Linked DNA regions of Capsicum annuum: region 1 is linked to region 2. The links are chromatin contacts, called in public Hi-C maps. All regions are on one chromosome and are shown on one strand. The core of a region is the stretch at or near the end of the contact, and the rest is flanking DNA. Distances in the headings are between cores, read along the strand shown. Region 1 holds the start of LOC107870875 (40S ribosomal protein S9-2). Region 2 holds the start of LOC107870876 (probable splicing factor 3A subunit 1).

Region 1 (4,969 bases), core at 60-2,559, 310 kb after region 2:
GAACAAGAAAATATAAAATATATAGAATTTTGGGAAGAAGATAACATAACAACAACAACAACAACAACAAACCCAGTGTATTCCCACTTTGTGGGGTCTGGGGGGGGTAAGATGTACGCAGTCCATACCTCTACCTCTGATGAAGTAGAAAGGCTGTTTCCGAAAGACCCCCGGCTCAAGTTACGAGATATCAAACAAACACATAGTACAGCACAGAAGCAGATGACATAACATAGATACTGCAGCCATAAGGAATATAAAACAGAGTAAAGCAGGAATGCAGGAATATAAAGCAGAGGAAAGCACACAGATTCGTAACAAACATAGAACACGGAACACGGAACAGAACATTGAAATACGGAATCATACCAGGAATACACCCCCACCAATTACCTCCCTACATTAGCGACCCGAACAGGCCCTAATCCTCTGCCGTAATTCGCGTCTTCCAGACCTTCCTATCTAGGGTCATGTCCTCGGTAAGCTGTAACTGTTCCATGTCCCGCCTAATCACCTCACCCCAGTACTTCTTCGGTCTACCCCTACCCCGTCTAAAACCATCCAACGCTAGCCTCTCACACCTCCGGACCGGGGCATCCATGCCCCTCCTCTTCACGTGTCCGAACCATCTCAATCGTGCTTCCCGCATCTTACACTCCACTGAAGTCACCCCAACCTTCTCCCGGATAGTCTCATTCCGAGCTCTATCCCTTCGGGTCAGTCCACACATCCAGCGCAACATCCGCATTTCTGCCACCTTCATTCTTTGGGTGTGGGAGTTCTTAACTGGCCAACACTCCGCTCCATACAGCAAGGCCGGACGGACTACCACCCTATAGAATTTACCTTTAAGCTTGGGCGGCACCTTCTTATCACACAGCACCCCCGATGCAAGTTTCCACTTCATCCATCCCGCCCCGATACGGTGCGAGACATCCTCGTCAATCTCACCGTTACTCTGGATCACGGACCCGAGTAATAACTGTAAAATTAATTGTTAACTTATTTTGTGGAGCGTAATCTTTATCAATTAAGATGAAAAATGTGAGAAAAAGAAAAGAAATTGGAATAAAAATATGAAGAATATGAGCTATTTGAAAAAATAAAATAAAAAGATACAGTAAAAGTAAAATAGGAAAGAGAATAAGTGTTAGAGTGAAAATAATATACTCTTTGATAGCTATAAACACGCATGTATTGAGTGGTTCGTCAAAATAATATTATTTTTGCTATAAAATATAATTTTATAAAAATATTATTATTTATCATAATTATGGTGTTAAGTTTGTCATTTTTTGTAATTTAACTTGACCCACTTAGTTCGTTGCAAGTGATTCTGTTTTGGGTCAAAATTTCTACTTTGGGCCCAACAGTTTTAGAATCCATTAAAGGCCTATTAGGGTTATACGAGTATATAAGAGTATCCCTTACCTTCTCTTCGATCCCTAGACAGTGAAGGGTACGACGAACAAACATGGTGCACGTCAATTTTTATCGCAACTGTGAGTGTTACAATGCCGTCCTTTTCTTTCTTCCTTGTGTATAAAATCTCGTTCTGCATTATTTGATTAAATACAAGTTAGCGATCTTTTTTCTCAATAGGACAATTTTAATGAATGTTTATGTAGGATTTATTTGAATATATGCAGCATTTGACGTCGTTTTATATCACTAATATTCTTGGTGTATTGTTGAGACTGACTGCCTAGTAATTGTCTAGTTTATATGATTTTGTTTGTCATTAGTTGTTTCATTAATGGGCATCCCTGAACGTTATAATTGTACGATCAGTTGGTTTAGAACATAAATTTCAATTGTATTGCTTGAATTTGAAGTTGGGTGACTTTTTCCATTTTCGTTTTTAGGCGGTTAAAGACTTTTTTGTTACTATTAGGCGCAGTATGAGATGACGAGATTAATAGAGCCTATGTGTTTTGAGAGGCTTCTTGTTTACCTTGAAGTCAAAATAATCTATTCCGTCACAATTATGTGGCTCCATAAATCATTTCATTAACTTTAAAAGATGAATTTTAAAGTTAAGTTGTTTCAAATTATAAAAAGGTGACATGTGTTTGGAATGGATCAAAAAGCAAAGTGTGCCACACATATTGTGATGGAGGGAGTACTATTCTTTGGGTTGTTTAGCTTAATTCATCTGATGTGTGAGTAGTCATTAGCTAATAACTTGATTGACTGACTGATGTTTAATTGAACATAATTTGTTATAAGCATTTGACCTAATATTAGTCAGTCGGTATGTCTTATATTCTGTATCTTCAATTTTGCTGTTTTGCTGTTATACTCTTTGTGCATAACTTCAGTCTCTGTATAGTTTGTTCATATGTTAAGTCTATCTTACATAATTGTTATTTGTAATTCAGATGGGAAGACCTTTAAGAAGCCTCGAAGGCCCTACGAGAAGGAGCGATTGGATGCAGAATTGAAGCTTGTAGGAGAGTATGGACTAAGGTGCAAGAGGGAACTTTGGAGAGTTCAGTATGCTTTGAGCCGTATCAGGAATGCTGCTAGAATGCTTCTCACACTGGACGAGAAGGACCCACGCCGTATCTTTGAAGGTGAAGCTCTCTTGAGGAGGATGAACCGGTACGGGTTATTGGATGAGAGCCAAAACAAGCTTGATTATGTCTTGGCACTCACCGTGGAGAACTTTCTTGAGCGTCGTCTCCAAACACTTGTGTTCAAGACTGGCATGGCTAAGTCAATCCATCATGCTAGAGTGCTCATCAGGCAAAGGCATATCAGGTACAGATAGTTGCTTTATTGGCAAATGGAAATAAGTAGTTTCTGTCTTGCCTGTTTTTGTTTATCAATTTCTTCCACTGCTGTGCATATATCTCTGCTCGATTTGTGAAGAATATTATTTAATAATATCACTCTGTTGACACATTAACATTTGGCACATGTAACCAATCTTCCTGATGGGTCGTATTCATTTTGGAAGTCCTAAAGAGTCAAAAAGGAGAATGTTTATCTTGAAAGAACTTGTCCTAATTCCTAAGATATTATTTTTGACAAAATGTTTTTGAATTCGGAAAGAAATAGCATCCAAGTACTTTGTTTTTTCAAAATCTTCCAAAGTTATTGTTGTTTCTAGACGTCATACCAAATGTTTAAGATCCATACAAATGCTACAAAGATCCATCAACATATACACCAAGAGTTTTTTGTGAGGCCTGTTGAACAAGATCAAAGTTACATATTGTGAAGATTGTTTTATCAATCGAACATTTGTGTTCTGTCTTTAATCGCTGAGAAAGGAAAACACTATTTTTATTCCGGAAGCATTTCTAAATGCACTTTATTCTATGTTTGCCATCCCATGCAAATATATTGTATTGATGTATTGAATTTACGGTAACATACAAAAGATATGGTGTAAAGTCTGCTGCATGTAGCACTAGTGTTGTTTACACCAAGCAAATTCTGTGAATGTACCTGGCTTTTTAGTTGGTGCCTCGGAATTCGGATCTCTAGTTCTGATTCACATATTGTTGCATTTGCAGAGTCGGGAGGCAGGTGGTGAATGTTCCTTCCTTTATGGTGCGAGTGGACTCCCAGAAGCACATCGACTTCTCTCTCACTAGTCCATTCGGTGGTGGGCGTCCTGGAAGAGTCAAGCGAAAGAACCAAACGGCTGCCACTAAGAAGGCTTCTGGTGGTGATGGAGATGAAGAGGATGAAGAATAAGCAGCTATATTAGTGTTTGGAGTATTTGGCTATAGTACTGGCCTATGTTATTTTCTGAGATTGTGGTTACCTGCATGTAGTAGTAGAAAGAAACGTATTAAGCAAAAGTTTTTATTTTTGGATTTTTCGCTGTTTTAAGAGTTTGGCGAACTCTGTCCTTCAAAATCCCTCCGAGAAAATTGAGTAGAGAACACATTCTAGTTTTTTTTTTAACTTCAAAGGCATCCTTCCAAATTCGTTGCCAGAGTCCACAAACTCTTTTCTTCACTACCTTGCCACGATTTCTTGAGAATTTTATACTTAGATGTTATAGGAAGGTCTCTCGCACTTCTGCCCCATTTTTTTGTTTTTTAGTTTTTTGTCACTCGAGACGAATATATTTTTTGTAAGCATTAGCTTATATTTTTGCATCAAAGTATTTTACAAATTATGCTTTTAATAACTTAGGCTTTGTTAGACATAAATTCGACTTTTAAGGGCAAAAATTAAAGACGGTTTGGGGAAGGCAAAAATTGAAGGGGCAAACACAATCAAATTAGTATCCTCAGTTATCCTTATCTGGGAAACTTCACCTCCTATGCATTGTAGTTTTGAATTTAGCTCAAATAATGCACTAAGTTGGGACAATGGTGTATGATGATGGATTTTGATTGAGAAGAATATCACCGAGGGAGAGGGATGGTGCCACCAACAAGCTTAGATGTCTCTTTCTCAATCAGTGGCGGGTGACGACAGCATCAACAAGCTTAAATGTCTCTTTCTGAATCAGTGGTGGATTCTGAAACCTCCTTTGTTCTTTTAGTGTGATAAGGAGAAACATGAGGGCAAGAATCTCAAATTTCCCTATTTTTTTTGGGTGTGAAAATGATCTTTGCTCTCTTATGGGTCGAACAAATAGTGGTTATGATGATTTCTGGACCGGGTTGAAACAATATTTTTCAAAATTGAAGCCGGGCGGGTTGCAGGTTTATGTGGGTTTAAATAAAAACATAGTATTCTTGTGACATTTGCTCGGTTATTTTAAATGCTTTCAGTTATTTAACAATTTTTACATAGAAAGTGCTTTAAAAGACAACTAAGACAAACAAACTATAATTTTTTTAACTAATTGCCTGCTCTATTTCTTAACTACTAATTTCCTACTCCTATTTCTAAAACTTACTTAAAATCACACCTTAATTTTTCATTATTATTTAAAATCCATCCCACTAAACTAATTACAAAAATTCCTTCTAACTCAAAAAAATAGCGTATTTTCAGA
Region 2 (5,208 bases), core at 638-3,137:
AAGGGACATCTCATATTTTACGTCAATTCGGACTCATCAAAGAAAACATTCAAGCAAAAACCCAAAAAGGATTCTTGGGTTTTCCTTACTTCAAATGAACTTCTCGAAACTGTGTAGGGCATTTGAATAGAAACAACTTAACCTTAATGCACCATAAGTACAAAATAAAAACATTGAGATTTGATGAAATTTGAAATCCAACATTTTGAAGAATTTAAGATTTGAAATTGAAGTTGAAATTTTTTGCAAATTTAATAAACAAATGCTGATTTTAAATCAAAACTTGGAATTAGAGTCAAACGCCTACTAAATTTAAGTGAATAAGTGTGTGAGCTGTACATATCACATGAAGATGTGTACCACCCATCATATTAGTTTCCCATATATCTAATTGATCAGACAAATCTTTAACCATGAAATCATTTGAAGAAGTGTTATCAACACTAACAGTGAAATGAGCAGTCAAACACATATAATTAATTCTTTGCCATGATGTTCATGTGCCTGTGGTAAAGGAACTTTTCGGTTGTACTTCTTTAAAATATTTCTTTCGCTTTAGTCTCTGGTCATTGTGAACTTGATAACAATCCCTTTATTGTCCTATGGGAAGGAGGTAGAAATAGAAGTTGAGCTTTACAAAAAAATTTCCTAAAGCCCTCTTTTTCTCCATCCAAAAGGCAATTCTTCAATAATTATTATATCAACTAAAGTCCTCTTAACTATTTCATGCTAAAATAATTCTCCCATCCTTTGGAAAGTCCAACTTTGTTTGAGTGGTATCAGCATCAATGTTCAGTTACATATTTGGACAATTCTTTAAATCAGTATTCCATGACGTTGTTCCATCCTCTTTTTTCTTTTTTTTTTTAATTGGTAAGACGTTCCATTCTTTTTGGTATCAGCCTTATAATCACGACTATAACAATTAAACCCTGCTCTATCATTTCCATTAACATCTTTAAACTTTTCAAAATGTCCCCAAGCACCTGAATCGATTGTACAACTTTTCTTTTCTTAGTGCCAGACCTAGTTTCAGGCTCATATTCAACGGAATTTGCAGATGAAGAAATATATCACCTTTCTATTGAACCCACCTCACTTGCTATAGTTTAATTTTTCAGCCATCTATGAAAAATGAATGATAAGAGAACTAAAAAGAAGCTAAACAACTAGTTTCAACTCGGAAATACATTAAGATTCGAGTAATCTATTAAAACGGGCAGCCCAGTGCACTAAAGCTCTCACTATGTGCAGGGTCCGGGGAAGGGCCCAACCACAAATCTATTATAGGCAGCCTAACCTTGCATTTCTGTCCTGTTTCCAAGGCTTGAACCAGTGACCTCCGGTCACATGATAGAAACTTTACCAGTTTCTCCAAGGCTCCCCTTCTTTGGAGTAATCTCTTTTCAATGAAAGGCTCATATTGAAAATATTTCAACAAAATTTACAGAGAGGAACACAAATCTCTCTCTTCTCATGAAAAATGAAACTTCAAGAGCTAATGTGAACTCTTTAAATGCATCACATAACTGTTTACCCTAAAAACGATACGCGTATTCATCCAATTTTACCGTACACAATAACAGCTGAAAAGAGAAGGTTACTGGCAATTATCTGTGTCGACAACTCGACGAGGAAGACGGAACTTACCTAACGAAGAGGAAGACCGACGAGCAGGCGAAGGCACCGACGTAGAGCTCTCTGGGTGAGAAGAGTGAACAAATCAGATTTTGAGACCTACTTGCAACTTAACCCTAAATTTGATCCGATTGTTTTAAGTACTACGTATTGTTATTACAACATTTTTATATTAGTTCATTTAAATAATTTGTTTTATTATTTGGTTGGATAATCCCTTTTTTAAGAGAAATTATGATTTTGTTTCCTTTGATTGCGTTTTATAGACATGTATTTTTACTTGTAATTTCGAGGGTTCAGATGGGTTCTTTAAATTTAAATATTTATTTCCTTATTTACTATTATAACTTTTTACTATATTATAATTTTTTATTATATTTTTCTACTATTATAATAAGTAAAAGTAAGTAGTACGATCAAAGGTGTTTCAGGAATCTTATATTGTTTTATGAATATTTTTGGTATTTCAATTTATATTTTTTTTATTTCTTTTTCGATGACACTTGTTAATACATACCACTGCCTTCCATCTTCTTTTATATCATCATTTTTGTCTTACCTTCTTTATTGTTCCTCTCCAAACACTCCATCAAACAATCATGAAGAAATAATAAATTTGTGTGAAAGTTTTATGCAACTGGGTTTGTCATATCAGTGAGATTATTGGTTATATTTTGGCTTCTATTTGGGTATGATATATTTATGAGTTTCGCAAAATTTTAACCTTTTTTTGTAAACTTCTTTTAGTTAGTTTATTATATTTTATCGAATAATTTTTAGATGAACGTGGTATATTTGATTTTAAAAATAGATACATACATAACACATATCCGTATTTGGGATATACAATTGTTTCTGACTTTCGATAGGTAAGATGTCATTTAAAGGTAAATGGGTTCTTTGAAATATCTATTGAGGGTGAAACAAGCTCCCGCTTTCTTTGGCGAACAAACTATAAAGTCACTTTCAATCAAGTTGAATTTGAGCCCCATTTCACCTTTAATTACTAATGGAAGTCAATTTTGATCTGTCTCTTTTCTTCTGTCTTTCACTCCTATGGTCCATTACATGCTTCTCTGCTTGGTCGATTAATTTTCTTATAAATTGAATGATTTCAGTTTGTCAATGACTTCCACGATTTTTTATTTTTGTGGGTTTTATTCCTTTCTTCATTTTCTGAAAATTTGACCGAGTATCTATTCTTCGTTGTGTTGTTGTGCATGAAAGTTGATAGTTGCTTCTTATCTAAAGCTGTGGCAATGGGGCGTGATTCAAAAGTAGCTGAATACTTATTCCAAAATGATATTTATACCACGAAAATCACCACTTGTGTGGAGGCTTCTCTAAAGCGAAATGCTCTTTCCTATGTGATTCTTTCTCACCGTTATAATACGATCTGCAATGAATTGTTGTATTTTCTTATGTTTTTTGTTTGTGGCATTATTGCAGAAATATTTAGGTGACAAGGTATTGGTATCAAGGATACTAGCAAAAATGCTCTTTGTGAATGAGGTAAGTCCCTCTTTTACTTAACGTGGCTTGAAAATACGAGGTCTTATTAACAACCATCTCATCATATACGGGTGCTGAGTTTGTTGGCTATCATTTATTCTTGTTAAAACAGGATGATTTTATAGGTTTGATTGATTAATGATTTGTTGCTTTGTTTTGATTCACTATTGTCAGTCTGTGTACAAGCAGAAAATACATATTTATATATGAGATTCATCATCATCGATTATATTGTTCAAGAATAACTTATTCAAGATAAAATTCTTAATTAATCACTGTAGAATTATCTTACTGCTCTCAACCGAACGTTAAAGGTCACATCTTTAAAAAAAAGTTAAATGTCACATCAACGACGTGAGTTTTTATCTAATAAGATCAGTTGTTATTGTTCTATTAACAGAAAAAGTTTTAGAGGGATAATTTTCACCCGTTAACCATATTATTGATAACCTGCTACTTGGTAAGGTACCTAAATTGTGCTTTGTCCTACGTAAAGTAGGTCTCATCTTCGCATTTAAAATTTAGAAAAATAGTGTGTTACAGTTTTATATTTTTAAGAAAAAATTGAATGTAAAATGGAGAGATTAGATGCATTCCAGATGAAAATGAAGATTCTTTAATAATGGATGATTAAATATAAGTTGGTTGTAAAAATTCACAGTCTTTCTCATAAATGCATATATAAGTTTTTTATTGAAAGAAAATACAGTAAAGACTCTAAAATGCAATGTGTTTTTTTACTCATATATCGTCACAATTCAACATAATAATTTTATAATAATATCCCTATTACACATCATTTGAAATAGAGACTGATTTGTATATTATTTCTTTCTGTGTGAAATTTGTATTTTTCACAATTCCTTGACAAGGCAAATTGTTTTAGCTTGAAGTTGAGCCTCTTAATGCCTTTACGAAATCAAATAATTGAGTGTCCATAAAACACTTGTGCACAAATTATTTGTTCAAATGAAGAAATTGCTCCTAACAAACAGGTACAGACAAATGTCAAAAGAAAAAAAAAAGACAAGCGTGTTAATGAATAGTATTTATTTACAAAATCTCGCATCATTATTTTAGCATATTAAAAGTTTATTCCCAAAGAATACGTTGATTGTTGACCACGTAAGCTATTCTTTTGCATTAGAATTTAGTAGTCCGTCTATCTCAATTTAAGTTTGTTAGTTTGACTGGACACCAAGTTCAGAAAATATAGAAAATTTTTTAAATCTTGTGATCTAATTAAAGACGTGTTTAGTCCTTTTAAGCTTGTGATTTTACTTTCCATGTAAAATATTGAAGTTGAAAAACACACAAAATATAAAAAGACACTTTTATTTGAAACATGCCAAAAGAAAAATACTTGAATTCGGATGAAGGGAGCATAAGTTATGTACATAATAAGCACTTTTGAAAAAATATAAACTGAACATTATATTTAAGATATTTCAAAAGAATATCAAGACTAACTTCAAGGATAAATGGTAGCTTTTCACCATCTTTAGTGATTCTTTGCCCATTGTTTTGATTATCATTTATTTTCTTGATTGTTTTTTCGAAGCAATTTTATTTATGTTTTTCTATATAGTAAGCTAGAATTGACTTTGATACTTCACACTTTTAAAGTTGGTCCCTTTTTGTGAAGCTCATGGATTCGAGTTTCATCTTTTGTTTGAAAATGAACTTTAAATATGATCTAGGTGTCATAGTTTGTTATTATAATTTGCACGAGATGTATATCTTATATATGGAGGTATAGGAATATTTTATAATGATTTTATACTTAAACGAGTGAGTTTCAATTCTCAAATCTTAGCTACCAATTTGAGTTTTGCAGGTTCATCCATCTGGCACGTTGAAAATGAGTGAGGATAGAATGTTTCTGAACTATGTCACCTATCATGAGCTAATAGTTGTTTCACACTCATTTATTGCGTAATGTATGTGTAGTTGATATACCTATAGACATCTGAACCGTGTCGCCTATCATAATCTTATAGTTGCGTCACACCCATTTATTGCGTAATGTATATTAGTTTACCTATGGACATCTGAACT

Evidence for each region. A called contact is a pair of places that touch in the nucleus more often than the background predicts.
Region 1: a Hi-C map of leaf shows a contact between it and region 2, with 2.8 times the contacts expected there. The contact joins the promoter of LOC107870875 here to the promoter of LOC107870876 in region 2. A contact is called at or near these places in 3 of 5 Hi-C or Micro-C datasets (bud, leaf and placenta).

Annotation. Positions count from the first base shown.
Region 1 is chr5:51,411,420-51,416,388 of UCD10Xv1.1, forward strand. It overlaps LOC107870875 (40S ribosomal protein S9-2), which reads left to right and starts at 1,310. Exons shown (of 3, transcript XM_016717563.2): 1 at 1,310-1,502; 2 at 2,382-2,763; 3 at 3,525-3,830. The coding sequence starts at 1,475. The coding sequence ends at 3,708.
Region 2 is chr5:51,105,553-51,110,760 of UCD10Xv1.1, forward strand. LOC107870876 (probable splicing factor 3A subunit 1) reads right to left here and starts at 1,888. Exons shown (of 7, transcript XR_007055742.1): 1 at 1,651-1,888.